2 separate regions of the Danio rerio genome follow, and region 2 is linked to region 1. The links are chromatin contacts, called in public HiCAR-type maps. All regions are on one chromosome and are shown on one strand. Each heading gives the region's core, a stretch centred on a gene start, on an enhancer-like site or on the middle of the called end of the contact. The rest is flanking DNA. Distances are from core to core; before and after follow the strand shown.

Region 1 (5,530 bases), core at 807-3,306:
CTTTTAAAATGTACGTATGAATCGGAATAAAACAAAGCCGGCTCATCAGCACACTGCTACATTGGAAACATGTTTTGATTCCTGCCTCCTGATTGGTTCTCAGGATATAGCGGCTTTTGCTGTCAAAGGCAAGTGGCGTTTAGAGGCTTTTGCCAACAAACTGTTATTTCTGAATGCGCTGACGCTGCGATTTAGATGATTTGAAGCAAAAAATATTTGTTGAACATGCAATACGTGCTGAAAGCATTCCCTCAATGTCATTAGCTAATTTTTGATCCAGTCTTTGATTATTCATCCAGTCTTTTCATATACATCAATATGGAATAAACAATTCATCTAAAAATTTGAATACCCATACATGCATGCATCCATCTATCCATCCATCCATCCATCCACCACCTCCATTGTAGCCATCCATCAATCCATAAAAATTTCTGATGATGTGTTCTGATACACTATCCAAACGTTTGCACTTCTTTTAATCTCACGCAGCATCTTTAAAACATGCAGCACTCGTGGGAGAAGACATAAATATAGGCAATAAAAGAACTGTGAGATGGCTCACTGTGGTCAAAACACCCACCTAGCACATTTATATATAAAACACTATTTAAAAACTGTGCAGATGGATGCAGGAGTGCATGCTGTGTGAAAGGCCCCTACAGGACGTCAGCGGAGGAATCGATCAGAACATCTCTGTCAGGAAATTTTAAGAGCCAAAAAGGCTGAACAAGGGAGGAGTCTGGCCACAAGTATGTGTGTGAGTGTGTGGAGAGAGAGAGAGAGAGAGAGAGAGAGAGAGAGAGAGAGAGAGAAAGAGAGAGAGAGAGTAATTGAGGGATGACATCATTGTTAGTGATCACTTCCAAGGCTGTATCTGCAGAAACGAGGAGAACGAGCTGGACAGAACAGATGACATGGATGGATTATGCAGGTAGAGTGAGCGTAAACAAAACTAGAGAGGCAATCTTGCAGAAAGGTGAGGACATTTTCAATAAGACTCCTAAAATGATGCTGATACATCTCAAGTTATCCAGCCTGAACAATTACGGTTATTTAGTTCCATACTATGGATATTTATATGGGTAATTATACAGTATATACCCCCAAACACACCATATAACTTAATATGCAAAAACAATTGCACTTCTGCAGTCTTTAAATGGCCTGCATTTACAGACAGCACAAAAAAAACAGCATCATTTGCAATGAAAAACAATTATAACACCACCCGCAGTACAAAGTGATCCCATGGGGGAACTGAAGCGTCTCCCCTCAGAAATCTTTAGGACTTTAGGGCTTGTTAATCAAGACAATCGCTAAAAGACTCCAATAAAACAAGGGTGTGGGAGAGCTCAAGCGGCAGAAGCCCCTTCTGCCCAAGCTGACTGTAAAATGCTGGACTCTAATAGGTTATTGACTATTGCATATGAGACAGGATGACATCACTGGCAGCCAATGAGACAGCAGCAAAAGCGAAAGATGAGTAGAGTGTTTTTAATTTGTGTTTTGCCGAGCTCAGCTTCTCTCACGCAAGAAAAAGATGACAAATGCAACGATGATGAACGTTGGAATTAATAATCGAAAAGGGTAGAGGGGCTGTTGGCGAGTGGGCACGGGTCAGTCGCGTTCTCTGTGTGCCTGTCACTGTATCCAGGGAAACTAGAGATAGAATCGCTCTCTTTTCCTGTCGACTGTGTGTATGTTTATGTTCATGCTTTTGTGCTTCACACCGAATGTATGTCCATGCACAGATTTGTCAATCCTTTTTGACTGTTAGCTAGAATTTACTGTGTGAGCACTTGTCGATCTTCAATACACCTGATTCATGAGTCATTATTGCCTCTCTGCTCCTCTCGTCCTCCTACATGAAACCTTTCCTCACTCGTTCGTTCTCGTTTCACTAAAATATGTCACCCGGTGGCTAAAACGGTTTGCCATCTCTATGACAACACACTGTTGATCCACAAATCGCTGGTTGGTTAGCGCAAGCTCTAGCTGGGTGACGTAATGTTGTCTTCAGTTTTCTGTGGCCACTGGACTTCACCACTTCTTGGCTGAGCTTTTAAATGGCAACCATGGTGCGTGTCTGCCAAAACACTTACGAGAGTGCATGCAATGGTGTGAGTATTTCCAGAATGAGTAACCAAGCCGTTATATAACTGCAGGAAATGGATGCTGGATACATTTTGCAAAGTTTACCGTTGGCTTAATAGTGTTCATTCCAGTCAAAAGGTTAGACATATGTTATAGACGGTATGAATGGTATTGTTGGCCTTATAAACGATATTTTTTTAAGTATATATTATTATTGTTATATAAATGAACAAATTTAAATCTCTAAATTACAATATTGTTTATATGAAATTTGGAAAAGATCTGAATCCGGGCTTTTCAGGCTTGTGTTTCCACAGTCAAAAGGGTCCCAATGGCAGAGTTTTAGTCGTCGTCATTCTTGCTCGAGGAAATGTCACAGTAAAGCCATAAGGGTCGTTCTCATACCATATGAGAAGCACTTCACACAAAACAGATGCTTTATACACATAAATACTGTGTATAAATGTTCATTATAACCTTTTTATGAACAGGATTTGATTATAGATGCAGATCAATGATAATTATAGCCTACTGTAAAAATAGCCGATTGTAACGTCTGCGATTATATAAAGTAAATAAATAAACGCAATATATATGAACACATACAAAACCTTGCAGTCTCATTTGTTAACAATTACAGAAAAACTGCACACAGCATACATGTAGTCCTTAGTCAATGCAAACCTCTCATATGCATCTTTAATCTTCACCAGCACATGTAACCTCTTGTTATAAAGTAATTCTGTCATTCCCGAGTTCATAATAGTCCAGAAGGTGATGATAATAGTTTAACATGGCAGTTTGATAATCTTTTAGGTTGCTGAAAGAATCATTAGCTCCTTTGTTTTTTCTGGCATCTCCTTTATTTTTTCGTGCTTCACTCTCGAGCTTGTCTATTACTAAAAGGATTGGATATCAGAAGCACCTCAATACTTACACATACATTATTATCAGCAGTTCAAGAAGTTCACCTCACAGCAAGAAGGTTGCTGGTTTGAGTGCCAGCTAGGTCAGATGGCATTTCTGTGTCGAGTTTGCATGTTTTCTCTGGGTGCTCCGGTTCCAAAGAAATGCAGTATAGTTGAATGGAATAAACTAAATTGGCCGTCGTGTATGTGTGTGAATGAGTGTGTATGAATGTTTCTTAGTTGCAGCTAGAAGGACATATGCAGTCTAAATCACATGCTGGAAAAGTTGGCGATTCATTCGGCTGTGGCAACCCCTGATGAATAAAGGAACTAAGCTAAAATAAACAAATTTTTTTTTTTTTTTCATTTTAACAATATTTTAAAAACTAATACAAATAATATCTGACCTTTTATTTTTATAATTTTTTAGCATTAATTTTTCTCAGTTTTAGCATTCACTGTCATTTTTATTTAGAATTCAAATTGTATTAGGGTAATAAATAAATAAATAAATCACATATTTTTAATGTGTTCTCAGACTTAAAAGCCCACGGTCTGCAACTTAATGGATAAGTGTTTTGCAAGCATTAAATTAACTGAGGATGGTACTATAAGTGGACCATGTAAAACAAAATGTCCTTAAACCAGAGGGCCCACAAACAATGCCCAAACAAGGGCCCGCAGGCCAAAGTTGGCCCATTGTAACCTTTGATTTGGCCCATCTTCATCTTATCTGAGAAGAGAAGTAGAATATGGTGGAGGGTTGGGGTTAATAGTTTTTTATACACACTGTAATTTTTAATTTAATGTAACTTTTCATTTGTTGCTTTTATTTTTAAAGCAAAAAAATAAAATAAAATAATTAAATGTTTCAATTAAATGTTGTAAATGAAGGTGGGTGCAACTTGACTAGTGTATTCAGCATTGAACTCCATAATGTTATAAATAGAAAATTGAATTCTCATGTTTTCATTATAATTAGTTAATTATAAAATGTAAAAAAAAATAAATAAATAAATAATATATATATATATATATATATATATATATATATATATATATATATATATATATATATATAACAGATTAGCTAATATGTTTGAAGTAATGTTTTCTACTTATTTTTAAACAAACAAGAAAACAATTGATGGAATCTTTGTATTAAAGCTTAATATATAGGAAAGAGTTTGGGCACCCCTGCCCTAAACCAAAATCATATAGCTCTGAGAGCTGCATAATGACCAAATGCAATCTAAACCGGCATGACACATTAATAAGCGACGGTTTTTCTAAGCTTGAAGTACACACACTGACATTCTCAAACATACTGAAGAAATAGTTTAAAAGGCGAAAAGTGATTCTCAAGGTTGATATAAAAAAGACTAACCTTCCCAACACCACTGTGAACTGGCCTTACCACGCTGTCAGAACAAATCCACATCACACGGTTACAACCTGACAGCATCCACCTTACCCACCCTATACATATAGTTCATGAGAGTTCTTACGTGTCAGAAGACATTTTTCACAATCTGTGCAGCAACTCGTGAATAACCTTTTGCCCTTTTATGGATTTGTGCATGTGAGCGTAAGTTTGAACATGTACTTCAAAGAAACTGACATGAACATACGGTTTCTTAGCCATGTTAGTGAACACGTCACGTTGTCATCCTAAAAATTATTTAGAAGGTTGTGAAGCTTGAGTTGTGACAAATACTGCTTTACCTGTGGCACACCATGCATACTGCATACCGTACATGGTTTTGCTAGACCATGTACAGTATATTCATGTATATGTTGCAACCGTAATCTCTAACAAAGCCTCTTCTTAAAACTTAATAAAAGTCTCAGTCTGAAACCACAACAGAATGTGAATCACAGTGATAAACGTAGTTTTCTCCTATGGGAAATTCATGCTTTGCCTAATCATTTTAGAAGAGAGGGAAAAAAAGTGATGAGGTGTGTGTGAGTGTGTGTGTTTATGCATATATTTGGCTGATCTAATCCAATAGCAGAGCAAAGGTTTTTTGGAAGCAGCTTCTCCCAAAAAAGTACGGAGCCAGAGCACTCCCTTGTGGTGCTACTAAGAACTCCAGCTAAAGTTCACAAAACTTTTTTTTAACAGCAATGGCCTGAATCTGCACTAGTGAACACAAGGAGTTGCTGTGCTCAGAACACTATGTATTAATTGCTATTTTTCCCTTGTTCTTGTGTTTTAATCGATAACACAACGCTGCATGTGAATGCAAATGAATGTAATTGGTATCGTCATCATTTAAAATGTAGTAAATGGTTCAACATTTCTTTGTCTCCTATGGACATCTTGTAAAAGCTCCAGTTTACTACATTTAAAAAAAAAAATTTGAGCCAAATTTCCAATGAACAAACAGTCCTATGGTGTTTCAAGCAAAGTTCAATATATTACAGCTCTTCATATATATATAATATATATATATATATAAATCATTATATCATTAATAAATACATCAGGCCTAATCTTACAATGGCTATGGACCCTTTTCACA
Region 2 (4,801 bases), core at 2,175-4,674, 170 kb before region 1:
CCCTGCGAAAGGGAGGGAGCCCTGGGCCCGAGAATCCCTTGAGCTCAGTGCTCTCTCCTGGGACAGCATGCCAAAAATATAAATCATGAGCTAAGCGTGAATTCTTGAAATCTAGATTATTTAATCCAAATTTTTATTTGCAAAAAGTTCATTTTGGAGTGATAAATAAAAATAGGACATCAGATTCTGTAACTCTCAAAGTGTTTGCTAACTTTTAGCTCACTGGTAAATATTTGATATACCTCCACGTGACAAATAAAGAAACCCAAAATGGCCTTAATAACTTTTTTTTTAATTGAATCAACAAAATGTCCAAATATTTACTTAACGATGACATGGAAGTATGTAGTCATAGATATTGCCCTCCCAAATCATTAGCATCTAGGCATTTGACGACAACTGTTTAAGGTATACCGTGGTTTTGGAAAAGTCAAGGTTTTAAAACCGCCAAACTTTTTTGGTTTACTGATCCTAAGGTATGTATAAGATTATTATTTTTTTTTTTTAGGACAACAGTATCTTCAGCATAAAAGATTTCCAAAGATGCTGCTTATATTGTAAAGAAATCTGTGTTTTTGAAACTAATAAAGACAGCAGAAGACAATGATTCATTTGAATTATTTAGCCTGACATGTTTACTGCTCCTAAATATGTTAAATGTTTCTCAAAATAGTGTTCAAAGGGGAAAAAAGTTGTTGTTTTTGTTTACCCAGACATTTTAAAAGAATATATTTTAGAGCAGTAATCACAATACTGTCAAACCATGATATTTTTATCCATGGTTATCATGCCGTCAGAATCTTATACTGGCTTATGACTAGTGGCATCACACTCACTGAACCGTGTTCTACATCTTAAGATACTTACACAACAGAGCAGGCGTAACAGCCTTTCTTGCTGCTTTCCCGGATGAGGAAAGCTCCGTCAGGTTTGCCATGTAGCAAATCTTCTGACTGCGTTCGGTTCAGGTCCCCCACAAACCAGCTCTTCTCGTCATAGTGTGGCAGATTCTCATCCTCCTCACTGACAAAGTAGGCACTGTGGTAGTTAGAAAATGTGTTAGATGCTTTACAGGAGCCACTTGCAAATCCATGATCTCAAAAGTTAAGTAAACTTTACTTACTCATCTGTGGTCTCATTTTTTAAGCCCAGCCAATCGTTGATTCGTTTCTGTCGTACACCTTTATGATTTAGCCAACTGCGTAATAAATAAAAAGCATTAGTCAGTAGAGTGTTTATACTTGACAGAAAAATAGTCAACTCAAACATAACAGTAATGATGACTTGGAATGGTGTGTGAAGGATGGTTTTGCTTACACAAGGTACTGATCTCTAATCTTTCGGAGCTGAATGAGATCTGGCTTTAAGCTGTTCATTTTCTTGTCCGTCTCCCTGTTGTCCAGAGCCTGCGTTTTCAGGTCCTGTTCAAGCCGGGTCTTACTGTCGTGAATTTCACCCAGACGGGATTTAAGCTTCTCGTAGTTCATCATAATCCTGAGAAAGATCAATTGAAAAACCCTTAGATACAGGCTGACAATCCAGAGCTCTCTTAATTGTGACCTCTGCGTACCTCTCAATCTCTTTGTCGTTGCCCTCTCTGCGGAATCGCTCAATGTATTCCTTACTGTAGCGCTCCTGTGTGTGACACTGTTCTTCAAAAATTTTAATAGTCTCATTGAAGGCCTCTATTGCGGTACGTTTCATCTGGATCTCCTGCAATCAAAGGAAAGATAAATCAATGGATGTGATGCAACCTCAAAGGAACGCGCCTCTTCACAGACTTGGTTAATGGGCTTCTCGCAATCAAATGAATTGTTTGTATACACATTGCGTTTGGGGCTGGAGTTAAGAGGTTGGATGTCTATCGATCAAATAGCGATGTTCTAAGAGGCTTACCTGTGAGGTTTTTGTGTGCTCCTCGTAGAGTCTGTCATATTCTTTACTCTTCTCCTGATATTGATTGTGATACTCCTGGAGCTTCCTTCCCACTGCATCAATGTTGTCCTCTTTCACCAGCTGATCCTGAGAGAGCGAGAGTAAAAGCGTTGTTATTGATATGAATTGCTGAGAGGAGAAAAGTGTGGTGGGGATAAAAGGATTGCTCGCAGCAACCTATGGTAGATTCTGCTTACAAAGTTAAAGCCATTTTTCAGGAATTCTTTTTCCCAGGAATCATTAATAAAAATCTTGGAATCTGTAAGTGCCTCTCGAGGGCCTAAATTTGTGGAACCCCCTAAATAATGAGCACCTGTGTGTCTGAGAAAGATACCGGGCGGGCGAGGGAGGAGGAGCGGGGGAAAGGAATAAATGCCTGGATGGCCTTTCGACACTGTGGATGTGTGCAATTATTTAGGAGGTGCGCTGCTGTGGCAATAAACAAAGTAATATTTCATGCCAAAAGCATCCTGCTGCCTCTGCAGTTTCACTCACAACAAACTGCACAATTCATTCAGCAAACATGCTCTTTAGGGCTGGAGGGAGGGAGAGGTGGGAGGACAGCACGGTAAAAGTAAAGGAAGGGAGGTTGTAAAGCGATACCCCCCACCCACAATCTAAACCCATTTACCTGCTGGTAGCGGGAGACCGGATACATGAGCTTAACGTCCAGTTTTGTGTTGTACTGGGCCAGTGACTCATGTCTGTAGTGACTGATGAGCTCCACCACAGAGTTAAACGTGAGCGGGTCTGAGAATCCGTACTTCCCATCTCGATGGTAGATTTTTATTAGCTTATTGTTTCCACCTTTCCTGCAAGGGGCAATAAAAGGAATTGCGTTGTACTTCAGATCAATACAAACCAAACTGCGAGATCTTGAAGGAGCTTTCAAAATTGTGTTACCTTAGCGTTAATGTGTAATCTCCCTGCATCTTGGTTGAAGCGTCCCGTACCAGGAAAGTACCATCAGGCATGTCTCGCAATTTATCATTCACCTCTTCCCTGCAATGAAAAAAAGGAAAGAGAACGGTTTGTGTTGCAAATAATCCACTCATCAAATCTTGTTCCTATTAATTAAAGCATAAATAAGTTTCCTGTGGTCCCGTCCTTTACTCTTCACACACTAAACTCTGCCTGACAGTATTTGGTCTGGCAGAGGGCAAAGGCACTGGTCTGTGACGATGCTGTCTGCTCCAGCCATCTGTCTGCTACAGAGAGTGAGACATCTTTGAATTCTTTAACTGTTGACCCTGTCCTGCACGCCCACATGTACGCTGATGCCTCCAGCTCTTGTCTCGAAATCAGACAGTCTGCTGCTTTAAAAGTGCCTCCAGACGACCAGCGGAGAAGCTGACAGTCTTCAAAGACTTTCCTACTTTTTCTGCCCCTTCTCCATTTTAGTCTATCAAGGAGGAATGTCACACCCCTCTACTTCCAGCCCTCCTCCTATTCTCCTGACAGCCAACAGCCTAGTCATGCTGGAGCTCAGCTGACCCTGACCCGGTCTCTTAGGAAGAGGTAAATTTAGCCTACTTCGTGCTGCTGAGGTAAGAAGCCTTTGACTAAGCAATACTCCAAATTTTTTTCTGTGGGAGGAGTCATCTCCTGCACTTAGAAATGAACAAATCATGTACATTTTTAGGCTGCGGTGCATCAGCAAGTTCATTGTTAATTAGGGAGGTGTCCTGTAGTAACTGGTTTTGATCAAAGAAGCTTCTAACATACCTTGGCAATCAAAGCAATGTGAGACATTTGTGAACAATTATACTGCTCTCATGTGACACGCTGAAATGAAACAAGATGTTCCAGAAATACAGCATTGCACTTTGGTTTTGAATGCGTTAAAGTGAATGAAGACAGCAGAGAAATAACAAGATTTGTCACTGTGCTCACTGTGTCATACACATGATCTCTAAGTAGCACTGATGCCAGTGTTACGGAGAGAATTTTTGTTTTTCCATTAAAAAACCCCTTGATAAAAAATATATTTGGTAAATAAGGTAAATATGCTAGGCATAACAGCCTTCACCTCGGTGAATAGTAATGATTGTTAGAGTAATTACTAAAATACATGAATAACAGGCCTTTAAAAATTGTGTAAAACAACAACAGGAAGTGAACCCCACATATTTTAAAAGAAAGTCAAAAGTTGACCTCATGTAGACTTTACCTCAAGCTAGGGGTGTAACGGATCACATTTGATCCATGATTCGTGTGAATCACAACCCACGGTTGGAAACACGTGTGGCTTGCAGATTGATACTTTTTTTTTTACTTCACTAAATTTGTAAGAGATTGCCATTTGTGTCATTCAAATCACATGTATGCAAGCATTAAGGCTTTCTTGTAAAATTTAATGATGATGGAGGAAGTTGTCTTAGGTTATTCGGGATGTGGTGGGTTTCTTAGGTTATTAAAGGTGTTTTCTGTCGCTACTTGTTTAGCCTGCATTAACAAATTCAGTGTAAGCTGCACGATTAATCATTAAAAGATCTGGATTTCAACACCCACACAACATTAATTATAAATGATGGTGATTTGCATATGTTTATTAATCATTCGACTCTCTGCATTTAAATATGTTTAAAAAATGCAAAAAAAATCAAGAGATTGAGTCTTTAGTCTTTTGAGTTAGTTATAAAGTTACAAACAGTCAAATAAAACATAAGTACTGGGATAACAGTTTATAGTTTAGATAAAACCACTGATGTTCATGGTAAAGATTAAAATCACCGTCTTATGCATTTAATGAAGCCCAACAATGAAAGTCGTACGCAGCAACTACATTATTTAACCAATAGGTGGCAGCAACCAGCCATCAAAAATATGCCACTGAATAATTCTTTAAACATTAAACATCAAGCAA

What was found. HiCAR-type assays count read pairs that join an accessible place to other places.
Region 2: a contact with region 1 is called in a HiCAR-type map of caudal fin, with 4 times the contacts expected there. The contact joins two enhancer-like sites. A contact is called at or near these places in 2 of 18 Hi-C or Micro-C datasets (caudal fin and an unstated tissue) and 1 of 4 datasets of contacts at active chromatin or transcription factors (caudal fin).

What each region holds. Positions count from the first base shown.
Region 1 is chr6:35,899,832-35,905,361 of GRCz12tu, reverse strand. It overlaps a transcript of pik3r3b not described here. Among named protein-coding and RNA genes, the nearest start is that of pik3r3b, 160 kb to the left of the region's middle. Within about 2 kb of position 2,056, at least 7 of the 62 cell types and tissues checked have an H3K27ac peak or open chromatin away from gene starts, as enhancers often do. A contact at or near this core is called in caudal fin, where this site is marked.
Region 2 is chr6:36,069,289-36,074,089 of GRCz12tu, reverse strand. pik3r3b (phosphoinositide-3-kinase, regulatory subunit 3b (gamma)) reads right to left here. Exons shown (of 10, transcript NM_201143.2): 3 at 2,839-2,937; 4 at 2,567-2,747; 5 at 1,897-2,022; 6 at 1,571-1,713; 7 at 1,318-1,494; 8 at 1,124-1,198; 9 at 868-1,038. The region is part of intron 2 of LOC141386311 (a long non-coding RNA gene); the gene reads left to right. Among named protein-coding and RNA genes, the nearest start is that of pik3r3b, 12 kb to the right of the region's middle. Within about 2 kb of position 3,424, at least 13 of the 62 cell types and tissues checked have an H3K27ac peak or open chromatin away from gene starts, as enhancers often do. A contact at or near this core is called in caudal fin, where this site is marked.